2 separate regions of the Mus musculus genome follow, and region 1 is linked to region 2. Evidence: chromatin contacts called from public Hi-C data. All regions are on one chromosome and are shown on one strand. The core of a region is the stretch at or near the end of the contact, and the rest is flanking DNA. Distances in the headings are between cores, read along the strand shown. Region 1 overlaps Plekha5 (pleckstrin homology domain containing, family A member 5). Region 2 overlaps Gm45959 (a long non-coding RNA gene).

Region 1 (6,333 bases), core at 3,673-6,172, 460 kb before region 2:
CTTAGATGACATCCTATCATTTAGCTAACCATAATAGCTACTTATTTTCTATTTCTTACTACAAACAAGCAAAAAACAAAACAAAACAAATGAACAAACAACAACAACAACAACAACAACAACAACAACAAAACAAACCAAAAAAAGCCCAACCCAACCCAACCCAACCCAACCCAAGGCACTGGCTGTGCTAGGACTTTTCCGTATTTAGCCACATAGGATAATCCCTAGATTCTGAATGGATCTCACACAGTGTGTATAGCTTTAGTTACATTTTTTTTTAAATGAAGGAAACAAACTTCTTTATTCTTTTGTACTCTAATTCTTTTTCTTTTCAAGTAATTTATTTATTTATTTACTTTCTGATCTGTAGCAGGAACAGTGGGGCTACCTTTATGTAAACACTGGGGGCTATGAAGCCACAAAAGCACCTGCAGGAGGACCTAACTAAGCACTGCCCGAGAGACCAGGATTGCTGGCCCAGACAATGCCAGCCAATGGGGAACTGCTGTGTAGAAGAGATGTTTTCTGGAACCAATGGGGCCTGGGTGGAGGGTACTAAAGGAGCTTGCAGCAGTGCTCAGATGAGCTTGCTGCATGTTTCTCTCCTGCTCCAGAGGCTGTGTTGCTGTCTCCATACCACCTACCTCCAGCCCTCAAGGGCAGGTAGGGTCAGACGGTGAACAGGCCAGGGCGCAGGCAACACTGATCACAGCTACCCCCCGGGTATCAACCCATCCTGGCACCTCAAGTCACTGCAGGACCAGGACTAGTCACTGCACATCCTCTCCCACCGAGGCCAGACAAGTTAGGGGCACAGGATCCACAGGCAGGCAACAGATTTATGGCAAGCCGCAGTTCCAGTTGTATCTGCAAGAAGACCAATCTGCACACCTGCTATATACGTGTGGGGGAGAGGGCACTAGGTCTAGCCCATGTATGCTCTTTGGTTGGTGGGTCAGTCCCCAGGAGCCCCCAGAAGTCCAGGTTAGTTGACTGTGTTGGTCTCCTTGTGGAGTTCCTATCCCCTCTGGGTTCCTCGGGAACTACAAAATATCAACCTGAGTGAGGTAACACAGACTGAAAAAGGACATGCATGGTATGTACTCACTTATAAGTGGATATTAGTCATAAAGTACAGGATACCCATGCTACAATTCACAGACCCAAAGAAGCTAAATAACGAGGAGGGCCCAAGGGAGGATGCTTGACTCTCACTCAGAAGGAGCAATTAAATTATCATCAGAGGTAGATGGAGGGAGGGAACTGGGTGGGAAAGGAGAAGGGGCTGGGGGAAATCAGGCGTAGGCAGGGCTAGGAGAGAGAATAGACTCAGCAGGGACTGGGGCATCTGGAGAGTAAGCCAAAGACATGGGATGGGGACTGCTCTGAAACACCTAGCAGTGGGCGATATGGAGCCTGCAGTAGCCACCTTCTGTAGCCAGGCAGGACTCCCAGTGGAGAGATAAGGACACTGACCCATTCACAAAATCTTCGACCCAAAATGTGTCCTGCCTGCAAGAAGTGCAGGGACAAAGATGGAGCAGAGACTGAGGGAATAGCCAACCAAGTGACTGACCCATCCCACAGGCAAGAAACAACCCTGCCTCTGTTGATGATACTGCTGTGCTTGCGGCCAGGAGCCTAGCCTCAGAGTCCTCCGAGAGGCTCCACCCAGCAGCTGACCGAGACCGATGCAGAGACCACAGCCACAGATCAGGGACGCTCTGGGAGTCTTGGGGAAGAGATGGGGGAAGGACCGAGCTTTAGATTTCTATTGTCCTCCACCCGGTTTCTCTCCCTGTATCCTGGCTCAGCCTGAACAGTGACCATCATTTTGCTTCCTTGTAAACATAACAGAGTGAAGTGTTGTGCTGCCTCACTGTCTGTCTGTGAATGTGCAGGCCTGCAGGAGGAGACCAGCCTCATCAGTGGTCACAGCATACCAGCCCTGGAGTTGGATGCTGCAGTTTCCAAGTTCAGTGCCTTCTCAACAGCTCTCTGATCACAGACAGGTCACCTAGCCTCAGCCTTCTCCATGGAAAACAAGTCTAATAATATAACCCTATGGGCTTATTGTGAGAACCACGAAAGTCACACAAAGCCACATAATCAAAAGCTGACTCATCTAATGGCTGACTGTATTTCTTCTATAGTTCATGCCTCTTTCACAAAACAGTAATTTTATACAAGAATGGACAAACCACTTTACCAAACTTGCTGTAAATAACTTGTTAGAATGCTAATGGTCTAATACTTCTCAAATATGTTAATTGGAGCTGTCTTACACCAAATCTAACACACAACCTAATGGGTGCTAAAACATTCCTTCTCTATGAAACTGTCTTAACAAAAATTAAATCCAGAGGACAGAATTGCTTCATTATGTAGTCTGAGCTATAAGAAAGCAGGCCAACAGTTTGCTAAATCCAGAGGTTGTACATATGGCTCAGAATCCTCCCTTCCTTTTTTAGGTTAAGATTTTGCTAATTTCAATTATATTCAACTTAAACTTTTTACACTAATAAAGAAAACAATCCCACCTTGGGGACGTCAAAAAGAAGTCAATAAACCTCCCTCACAATTCCAAAGGCAAAGGCGAATCCAATACCAGACATCATACTAACTTAGAGTGAGAGTACTAGAATAGAGAAAGCTTTGTTTGTTTGTTTGTTATTGAGACAGGATTTCTCTGTGCAGCCTTATCAGGCTGTTCTCAAACTCAAGAGATCCAACTGCCTCAGTCTCCTAAGTGTTGGGATTAAAGGCATACAACCACTGCTGCCCGGCTATTGGGCTTATTACCTCTAAAGCAATTAGACTCCCTATTATCTAATGAAGACGTCCTCATCAGGACAGCTTTGCAACAGAGAACCTAGAAATTCACTAAGACGAATGGGATGACACACATATCTACCCCAACATCTAGGAGCACCAAGACCAGAGGATCGAGAGGTAAAGGCTAGCTGGAGCGATCCCGTGAGGCTCTTGGTGATCGCTTGACTTAGTTAGCAAAATGGCTCCACTGAGAGATAGATGTCTAGGAATGGAGGAGCACAATCCTGGGTATGTTTGGAGGGCATTTCTAAAAAGGACTGGCATGTGGGTAAGTGGTAGATGGAAATTCTATGGATATAACTGAGAAGAGGGAGTCAGGGTACATGTGGAAGCTCTCCTCTTCCAGAAACCAAGGTCACTGTTGCCATCATCTATGGACATCAGGCCCCAGTAGTGCCAGCCTTTCAATGTGGACTCAGCACCAGGGACTCTCTAGCGTGCAGGTAGCCATCACACAGCTACCCTGCCTTCTATTACGTAAGCCACGCTAATAAATCTCCTTGTATCACTCACTCTCTCCCCCTCCATACACCTTCTTTTAGTTCTGATCTTCTAGAAACCCTAGAATATACATTTTGGTACCAGGAATGGGGACTTCTCAATTCCTGAAATATCTAAGGTACTTTTAATTTTAACACTCTTGTATAAATTGTCTGGCTTCTCTTTAATGGCTTCTTTGCCTGCAACTTTAAAGAAACTACTTTTCTGGCCAAACTGTATGTTTTCCTATGAATTTCTGCTCTGCTTTTAAAAGCTCCCAATTCTCAATGAAAACTAGTGGTAGTGCAGCTAGCACTAGCAATGGCATAGCCTGAACACTATATCATTTTTCAATTTATACTCTTTCAAGGTTTCAGACATGCATAAACTAGAGACAGATTCTGTGCTAGAATATAACATGAATGGTTTCCAGTCCAATTCTAATAGAGTCATGTTCCCTTTTAAACCTCACAGAATAGTCTTTACTGTGTATTTCTATAAGGTTCTAGCTTTCTAAACTCCTACCAGAATGGTCCACTTAGCTTTGCTTAACGAACTGTAGGAGGGGTGCTCTAGTCTGCCTTCAAACTCTTTCACATTCTTCTTATACATCAGTTTTCAAAACCTAATAATCATGTTGTTAGGTTTAGTTACAGTGACCTTACTCCCCTGGTACCAATTTTTTCTATTAGTTATTTTTGCATGGCTTAGACATACTATCTGACAGAACTAACTTACAGGAGGACTGCTTTATTCTCAGTTATCTGCATTGCATCATGTCAGGGACACCATGCCCAAGCAGCTCGCCTCATGGAGGAAGGACCACGGAGTGTTAGAGGCTGAGCGAGCACACCATAGAAGAGCAGGAAGCGGAGGAAACAACACACAGGGACCAGGGGCCAAGGAGCCTTCGAGGGCCAACCTTGTAAAGCTTCCAGGGCTTTCCAAAATAATAACAACACTTAGTGACCTGGGCTCAAGTATATGAACATTAAAACCATGACATCCGGGCTGGTGAGACGGCCTGGTTAAGAGCGCTAACTGCTCTTCCACAGGTCAGGAGTTCAAATCCCAGCAACCACATGGTGGCTCACAACCATCCATAATGAAATCTGATGCCCTCTTCTGGAGTGTCTGAGGACAGCTACAGTGTTAAAAAAAAACAAAAAACAAAAACCATGACATCCTATCCTGTTTTAAGGAAACAATCAAACAACTATAAACCTGGAAACAAACAACAACAACAAAAACATCAGCTACGCAGATGAACAAAATAATGTACTAAAAAGCAACGTTGCCATTCCTCTCATGCACCTGGGTTACATGTGATCCCGTAGTAAAGCAGGACTTTCAAAATCAGACAAAAACCTAGCTCAGCGTTTGCAGCATCACACAGTGGTCCAGGGGCTCCACAACGCACTGCTCCAAGAAACAATGAAATGAAACAAGAGATCTGCTCCAAGAGTCTCCACCTGGGGAGAGGAAGAAGGGACAAGGCAGCCTAGCACTTGGTTTATGACATTATGGCGCTTGTGAAGTCTCTTGCCCTCGCAACAACGAAGACGAAGACGGCTTACTCACTGTTTACAGTGTGGTCAGCCACGGGAACAAAGGGGAGAGTAAGATAAAGTCCCTCTTTCAAGGTCACCACAGGCCCAACTGACAGCTTAATAGGAGAAAGCGGGCTGTAAACAAATCATTAAAACATAACCTGGTTTGAGAGCCCAGAGGAGGAAATGGCTAATGGCCTGGGGGATATGTGGAAACTGCTTAACAAAACGAAGGCCATCCGACTATTTCAAGATGAAATCCATTAGGGGTAGCTATGCTCGGAGCACACACGTCAGCAAAAAGTCTAAACTTCTCACACACACACACACACACACACACACACACACACACACTACCCACTAGCAGACAAACTATTTACTTACAGAAAGATGACTAACAATAAGGCAATTCTCATGTGCCTTGTACAATTCTGCCCAGCAGGTCTCAGGCCTGCACTGATCACATGGTCAGGAGAAAGCCAAGAAAAGCTGTGGAGACAGACAGCCCACTACACTGCTGAAGCCAATCAACTTCAAATCCGTGGGGAGTCCTAAACCTCAACTAATCCCAATTTTCTTTTCACGTATCTCTAAAGTCTACCGCAGGAGCCGCGCCTCATGAAGACAGAAGAGAAGGCCAGTGAGGGCTCAGGTGGTAAAAGTCATTGCCATTTTGGCCTCATGACATGAATGCAGTCCCTGAGGCCGATGGGAGGAGAGAACCAACTCTCCAAAGTGGGTGTACATATACAAACGAAAACAAAGCATTTCTAAAAACCACAGCGAAAGGTTCCACTTGGCAGTGGTTAGGCTCACATGCTGCCCTAGCAGAGGAGCAGGGTTTGAGTCCCACCACTCACATGGCACAACCATCTGTAACCACAGAGTCAGAGGACCGAACCGCTTCTGGTCACTGTGGGTACCAGGCACATAAACGGTAAAAAGATACTACACACGTCCAGCCAAAACACAATATGTATCAAATGGACAGACAGACGACAAACAGGATACGATCTACAACCAAAAACTAGAGTTCAGCAGGGGTCTCATAAGAACTTACACCAGCACCCGTGTTTCACTCAAGCACAAGGCACGCCTGTGAGACACCCGACAGCCCAGCGGCCACACTGTCAGTTTTGAGTCCTTACATACTTACGATTTCACTTCTCAGTGGATTGTAATCTTGAAAATGCTACCCCTGCCCTTGACTTACTTGATCTATCTGGATTCGCAACATTCACTCTGCAAGAGATTTATTTCCAAATACCTCAATCTGAAACCCGATCCCATCCATCATCTGGGGCCAATTTATTCATAATTAATATTCAATATAGAAGCTCTTGTAATGGGAAAGGAGCCCTGTTTCTAGTATTTCCTCCCAGTACCTAACACTACGGTAAGACAGTAAGTGTAAGGTGTCTCATTGGTTAGTTAAGGATTTCACCCCCTTAGTCATTTAATACAA
Region 2 (6,169 bases), core at 130-2,629:
CCTCTCAGGAGAGAGGATTGGAAAGCAATGCAGGAGGGAGGGAGGGAGGGAGGGAGGGAGGGAGGGAGGGAGGGAGAGAGAGAGAGAGAGTTGGTTTTATAAGGGCAGTGATAGACAGGCTAGAGAGAGAACAAGCTAGACACAGGTGAAAACAGAATGAGCCAGAGAATGAGAAGGAGCCAGAAGATTAGAACAAATTATCAGTTAGTATGAGGCCAAGCAGAGCAACCCAGGAGAAACCTAGAGAAGTCAGATTGGCCCAGGCAGCTTGGAGAGGAGTTTAAGCCAGACAGCTGAATTGAATCAGCCAGCCAGAGATCAGAAAGAGCTAGAAAGGGTGAGCTTATTTAGCAGCAAGTCTGAGGCTGAAAACATTCTAGGCCTAGATTAGATCGTACAGAGGCTAGAAGCTCTCAGGACTAGACATAGGTTAGCAGACAGAAGCAGCAACCCTCTAAGATGACAATTCCACAGGAGACTCGAAAATACTTTAACAGAAAGACGAACATGGACCATTGCCTAAATTGCTTTCCAAGATCCATAATTCCTAGTACATGGACATTTTCAGGACTACAACAGGTAGAAACATTGATAGAAAATAATTTCTATATGTTCTAAGTCCAGTGATGCAGAGTACTGTGAGTCAAGGATTCTACCCTGCTTTACTGATGGCTCAGCTTCAGATGTCCCATGATGCCTTAGGGAACTGTTTACTGTACAAATTACTTTAGGATTTTCCTCACTGCATTTCTAGAAAGATAGAGAGGAATTTTGACAGCCTTTTTTTTTGTTTTTTGTTTTTTGTTTGTTTGTTTTGTTTTTGTTTTTGTTCAATGTTGATCAACAGGGAAGAGAGAGTCTCAGTTGACAAATGCCCTCACTAGATTAGTCTATGTGTAATCCAGTGGGACATTTTCTTGATTATTGGTTGATGTGCAAGGGCCCACTTTACTACAGGTGACATCACACCTGGGTAGTGGTCCTGAGCTGTGTAAGAAAGCAGACTGAGGAAGCTGTGAGGTTCACCTCCATGGCCTCTGCTTCAGTTCCTGCCTCAGGTTCCTGCTTGAGTTTCTGCCCTGAGTTCCCTCAGTGAAGAACTGTGACCAATATGACGAAATAAACCATCTCCCCTCAAGCTGCTGGTCATAGTGTTTGTCACGACAATAGAAACACATAACCAGGACACCAGATAGTTTCCTAACTCTGGATTTAGGCATCTAACTGTAGAATCTGGGAGGAAATCTCTTGGGTTCTGCTGACTCCATAAAACATCTTCGCTGCTTCATTATTTCCAAATGCCTCCTGGCTCAGACCCTCAGGGCTACATTTCAGTTGTACACTTTAAAACATTCATGGATATATCTTGAGTTTGGCTACCGTAGTGCCTGTAATATTTTCCAGCTGCTATGAAAGAACGGCAGAGGAGAGCGATATTCTGCAGTCACATTCTTGGGTTGGTTATAAATTTGTTATGTAATACTAAGTCTCAGGGTTTCTGTTCTTTGTTTGGAAACTCCAGGGCCCCTGGGGAGTGTGTGATTTGTAGTAAAGGACAGCAAAGCATCTCCAATACCCACTGAAAAGTGTTAACCCCTTTCCCGGCCACTCTCATTTCCTGGGGTGGGGGTGGGGAATCTGACTAATAAAGTTACAGTTAATTTCTTCCAGTGCAGCACTTGGTTAAAACAAGAAATGGATTTTATCTTTGTGGCTTTGCTGCTCCTGACATATTCATTGAACTGTCACAAGTAGAAATTAAAAAAATGAATAGTTTAGCAGCTTCTCTTAGCTAATTTTCTTTGCCGTTAGGGACGGAAGAGCGGTATCCAGATAGATATGAGCGGAGTTGAAGGTGATAGTGTGGGAGACTGGACACGGGGGAAACACACCCGTGGCTCTCTGGAGCACCTCTGAGAAAGGAAGCTTGTTCTAATTTTGAGTGAGCCTCAAATGAAGCTATGCTAGATCTTCATGATTAGACTTTCAGAATCTCTGGGCCTGCGGAGAAATCCCAGAATTTGGGCGTTTACCCGTTAGGGCTGCACACTCCTGGTGTCTGTCCCTTAGCATCTTCTAGTCAATGGCCTGGGAGCAGCACCGGCACATGCAGCCTGCTTCACTTCAAGCAGAGACAGGGTGGAGCAATTCCTTCCCGGAGGACTTCCGTGTCAGGCATGTGAGCGGCATCTTTGTCTTTACCTTCCCTCAGCTTCTGCTCTCTGGCTGCAGACTTCTCTCTCCTGGTGTGAGTCAGAGATGATGTCGGAGGAAAGACTGGGGACAGTGTGTGTGGTGGGACAGGGGCAGTTCGGTTCATCTCAAGTTCCTGCTGCTACTGAATAAGGAAAGCCATGCTTGCTTTTTATTTTTCTTCTATGTTTATTCTGGTGTGTGTGTGTGTGTGTGTGTGTGTGTATGTATGTATGTGTGCACCTGTGTGAGTGTATGTGTGCATGTGTCTATGTGTGTGTATGCACCTGTGTGAGTGTATGTGTGTATGAGTGTGTTTATGTGTGAGTGTGTGTCTATGTGTATGTGTGTGTGTGAGTGTGCATGTGTGTGATTGTATGTGTGTGTATTTGTTTCTGTGTGTGTGAATATGTATATGTGTGTGAGTGTGTGTGAGCCTGTGTGTGTGTATGAGTATATGTATCAGTGTGTGTTTATGTATGTGTGTGTACGCTTGTGTGCTTTTGTGTGCATCTGTGTTCTGGGGATTAAGCTCAGGTTGTTGGGTTTTACCCACTGAGACATCATGCAAGCCCTCCATCTCATTTTGATTTGATACAGGGCTCTCACTGAGGAAGGGGCTCAGTGGTTTGGGTAGACCAGCAGGCCAGCAGCCCCCACGGGCTCTTCCTTTCTGTGCCTCCTCAGTACTGAGATTGTAGGAATGTACCACACAGAGCTTTTCCTCGGGCGTTAACGATGGAACTCCAGTCATCACACCGTGCACTTTTCTCTGATTCCCACCTCACACCGCTGTCTGCCTTGCTCCGTTTTCAGGACCTTAGTTTTGGGCTGTGTCCTGGCTTCTCTTCTTTAATTTAACCATGCATCTATTTCCTCCCTACTTCTCATAGCTCACTCACTTTCTTCTCAGATGTAGTACACGTAATGATATTAAGAATGGATGAGGAAATAATTGAGAAAGTGAGTATAGGAAATATTTATTAAAAAATATCAGGGGCTGGGGACCTGGAGCAAGGGCCTAGGGATTTAGAGGGTTGCTGCTATTGCAGAGCACTGGAGCTCAGTTCCCAGGACCCATAGCTGCCTATAACTCCAAATCCAGCTCTGGTACCCTCTTTGGGCTCCTATGGAGACATCTGTGCCAGGTTCACATACATGCACCCACACACCCACACACCCACACACCACATTTTTTTTTTTAAAGAAACACTGGGATACTGTTTGGCAAATTTGCTAAAAGCACATAGTGATCATAGTATTTCCCCTTCTTTAGCAATGACATTCCACAACAATGACATTCTCATACCCTCACCATACTTGTCAGCTGCAGGGGGATATCTGTGATGACACTCTAGGACTTCCACATCTACCTGCGGTGCTCACATCAGTCTCATGGTTGTGTGCTTGAGGTCCTAGGCACTCCCAACTCTATGGTAACAGTGTTACAAACTCACCAGTAAAGACACTCAGACCACCACTGTCCCTGAAGCAGAGGACACCCAAGTATCAAAGATCACATTCCGGGAATGGAAAAACCCAATCTGTCCAATGATCAAATCTCATCCATACTATAAACTCTTCATTCCTATGAGAATACAGCATGGACACAGCATTCTAAAGAGGGCTTTACACCTTCTAAAATAAGAGTGAACATGGCTAGGGAGATAATAACAGTATGTTGAGAGTTAAATTTATGTAACAAAATTAATTCAGGAATGTTGTATTTATAACCTAGAAGAGCATACTGTTTTTTTTAGCAGAGGTAAAATGAAATATATGTACAAAAAAATTACCTAGAAAGCTGTCAAAAACACTTTTAAATGTACCACAACAAGGCACGTGCTTATGTGTTTATATGCGCGCGTGTGCGTGTGCGTGCGCGTGCGTGTGCGTGTGTGTGTGTGTGTGTGTGTGTGTGTGTGTGTGTGTGTGTGTATGTACAGTCAGTGCACCTACCCCTTAAGACAGAAGCGGCTTGAAGAGATCAGGCCACACTTCCCTGCAGCTCTTCCTGGGATAGAGGACCGGGCCTCTAGGGCCTGGAGCTGTGGCCCAACAAGAGCTTCCAATTTATGGTCCTAACCAGTACCTGGTTACTCGCCGCTCTTGTCACGCGCTATGTTGAAACAAATCAAGCTGTCCGCGACTTCCTGCTGGCCTCCCCAACATCTTAATAAAAGTCTGACATTCCCTTCACTCTTGAGATTTCTCAGGGGATTGCCACCGACATGGCTCCTCTGGCCTCTCTCCTGCCACCCTCTCAGGGTGCCTTTCTCCCTCCTTAGCCTTCTGTCTCCCTCTCTCATTGTCAATGAAGCCTTTTAAGGCGCCAATTTGGTGGTTTTTAACATATTATACCATTTCTATCAAATGACCTTTTTTTCCTCAATAAATATCTGAAGGAATTCTTTGTCAGCTTCCTTTTCCCCGACTGACTGCTGCTGGAGTGTCATTATTCCTTCATTATTATCATCATGAGGACCCAGTGTAGAGACTTGGCTCTTTAGCCTCCCCTTCAGCCAGACCTGAAGACCCGAATTCTTTCATGTTTCATGTTTTGTTACCTCTCTTTAAGGTCCCACATGTTTGTCCCTATGGTTTTTTTTTTTAATCATACCTTTTACCAGTGTGTCATAATTTGTGTTGAGGTGCACAGTTAAGAGAGACATCTTGTCAGTAGGCAAGCCTCCTTAAGGAATCCATGAACACTTGGTGATGATCAAGACATCAGGAGAATGTACCTGGCATGGAAGATTTTGAAAATTCTAGGCTGTGCTTGGGATAAAGATATCAGAAAGTCAGATTCCTGGAAGGTAGAGCTTGAGCATTCTCTTTGCTTTGGATTTTTGCTTATCAACCATTTATGGCTCACCCAACGGTCCGCAGATGCCCCAGGCTTGCAGCTGGAGAAGTGCCTCATTCTAGTGTTGCATGGGATGGACAAACTTGGTAATGGTGAAGTCGTGCAAAAGTAGTAATCGTTAGAATAAAGACTCGAACTCGGGTGTCCTGACACACCGCCTCATAGATTTCAGCTGATACACGAAAGATTCTTCTTAAGAAAATCAGGGAAATATGGACACCCAGATTAAGGCAAACAGGTCCCATGATTAATTAGAAGTGCATTTTGCCAGAATCTAGGGTTGGAGAGACTGTGCTGGAAGGGTGGCCAGGCCTGGCTTCCTGGAAAAGATGCTGGAAGCCCAGCGAAGCCAGTGTGGTCTGTGGAGTGATAAAGTTGCTGAGATCTCAGACCCTGAAGGCTAAGCAGATTTGGAATGTCCTCCCCAGTCAGTAAATGTTACAAAGAGGTGTTTAATCAAGATTGTGAGTAAATCAGCAGGTAATCAGCAGAGGTTTATGAAAGCTAATTGAGAAGAGCTTCGCAGAACAAGAAATTAAAGTAGGCCAATTAGAGAACTCATTAAGTGGGAAGTCACAAGCTTCATTAATAAGTTGGCAAAGAAAGGAATAAGAGAAGCACAGAGATAGAAACCCCAAACCTGACGATTCCTTAGGAAAGGTGGAAACGAGCGTTAGTAACTGCAGTCCCCTGTCCACGCCGGACACCTTAACATAGAAATTTTCCACGAGGAAATGCAGTTGGTGTTGATGTGGCAAAGGCTACATACATTTTAGTTTTACACCATATTGCTTTAAATACTCAATATTGCTTATGAAAACCTCTGTGGTTGCTTAGACCCTCCCTCCCTCCCTCTCACCCTCCCTCCCTCCCCCTTCCTCTTTGCTTTCTTCCTTTCTTTTTGTTCTTGTGAGATAGAGATCATGTAGCCCAGGTTGGTCTCAATTTCACTCTAGAGCCGAGGCTGACCCTGAACACCGGATCCTCCTGTTTCCAGTTTCCAAGTGTTAGGATCATCGGTGTGCTCCATTAGGCCCAGCTCCGTACTTTCTCAGTGTCACTGAGGGATTACAGATTTGCTAAGAATGTGTCTGCAGGGCCTTTGTAAAT

The links. A called contact is a pair of places that touch in the nucleus more often than the background predicts.
Region 1: a Hi-C map of uterus shows a contact between it and region 2, with 2.8 times the contacts expected there. The contact joins two enhancer-like sites.

Annotation. Positions count from the first base shown.
Region 1 is chr6:140,507,955-140,514,287 of GRCm38.p6, reverse strand. All of the region lies in intron 3 of Plekha5 (pleckstrin homology domain containing, family A member 5), which reads right to left. Among named protein-coding and RNA genes, the nearest start is that of Plekha5, 87 kb to the right of the region's middle. Within about 2 kb of position 4,922, at least 66 of the 459 cell types and tissues checked have an H3K27ac peak or open chromatin away from gene starts, as enhancers often do. A contact at or near this core is called in uterus, where this site is marked.
Region 2 is chr6:140,046,936-140,053,104 of GRCm38.p6, reverse strand. All of the region lies in intron 2 of Gm45959 (a long non-coding RNA gene), which reads left to right. Among named protein-coding and RNA genes, the nearest start is that of Capza3, 8.5 kb to the right of the region's middle. Within about 2 kb of position 1,379, at least 22 of the 459 cell types and tissues checked have an H3K27ac peak or open chromatin away from gene starts, as enhancers often do. A contact at or near this core is called in uterus, where this site is marked.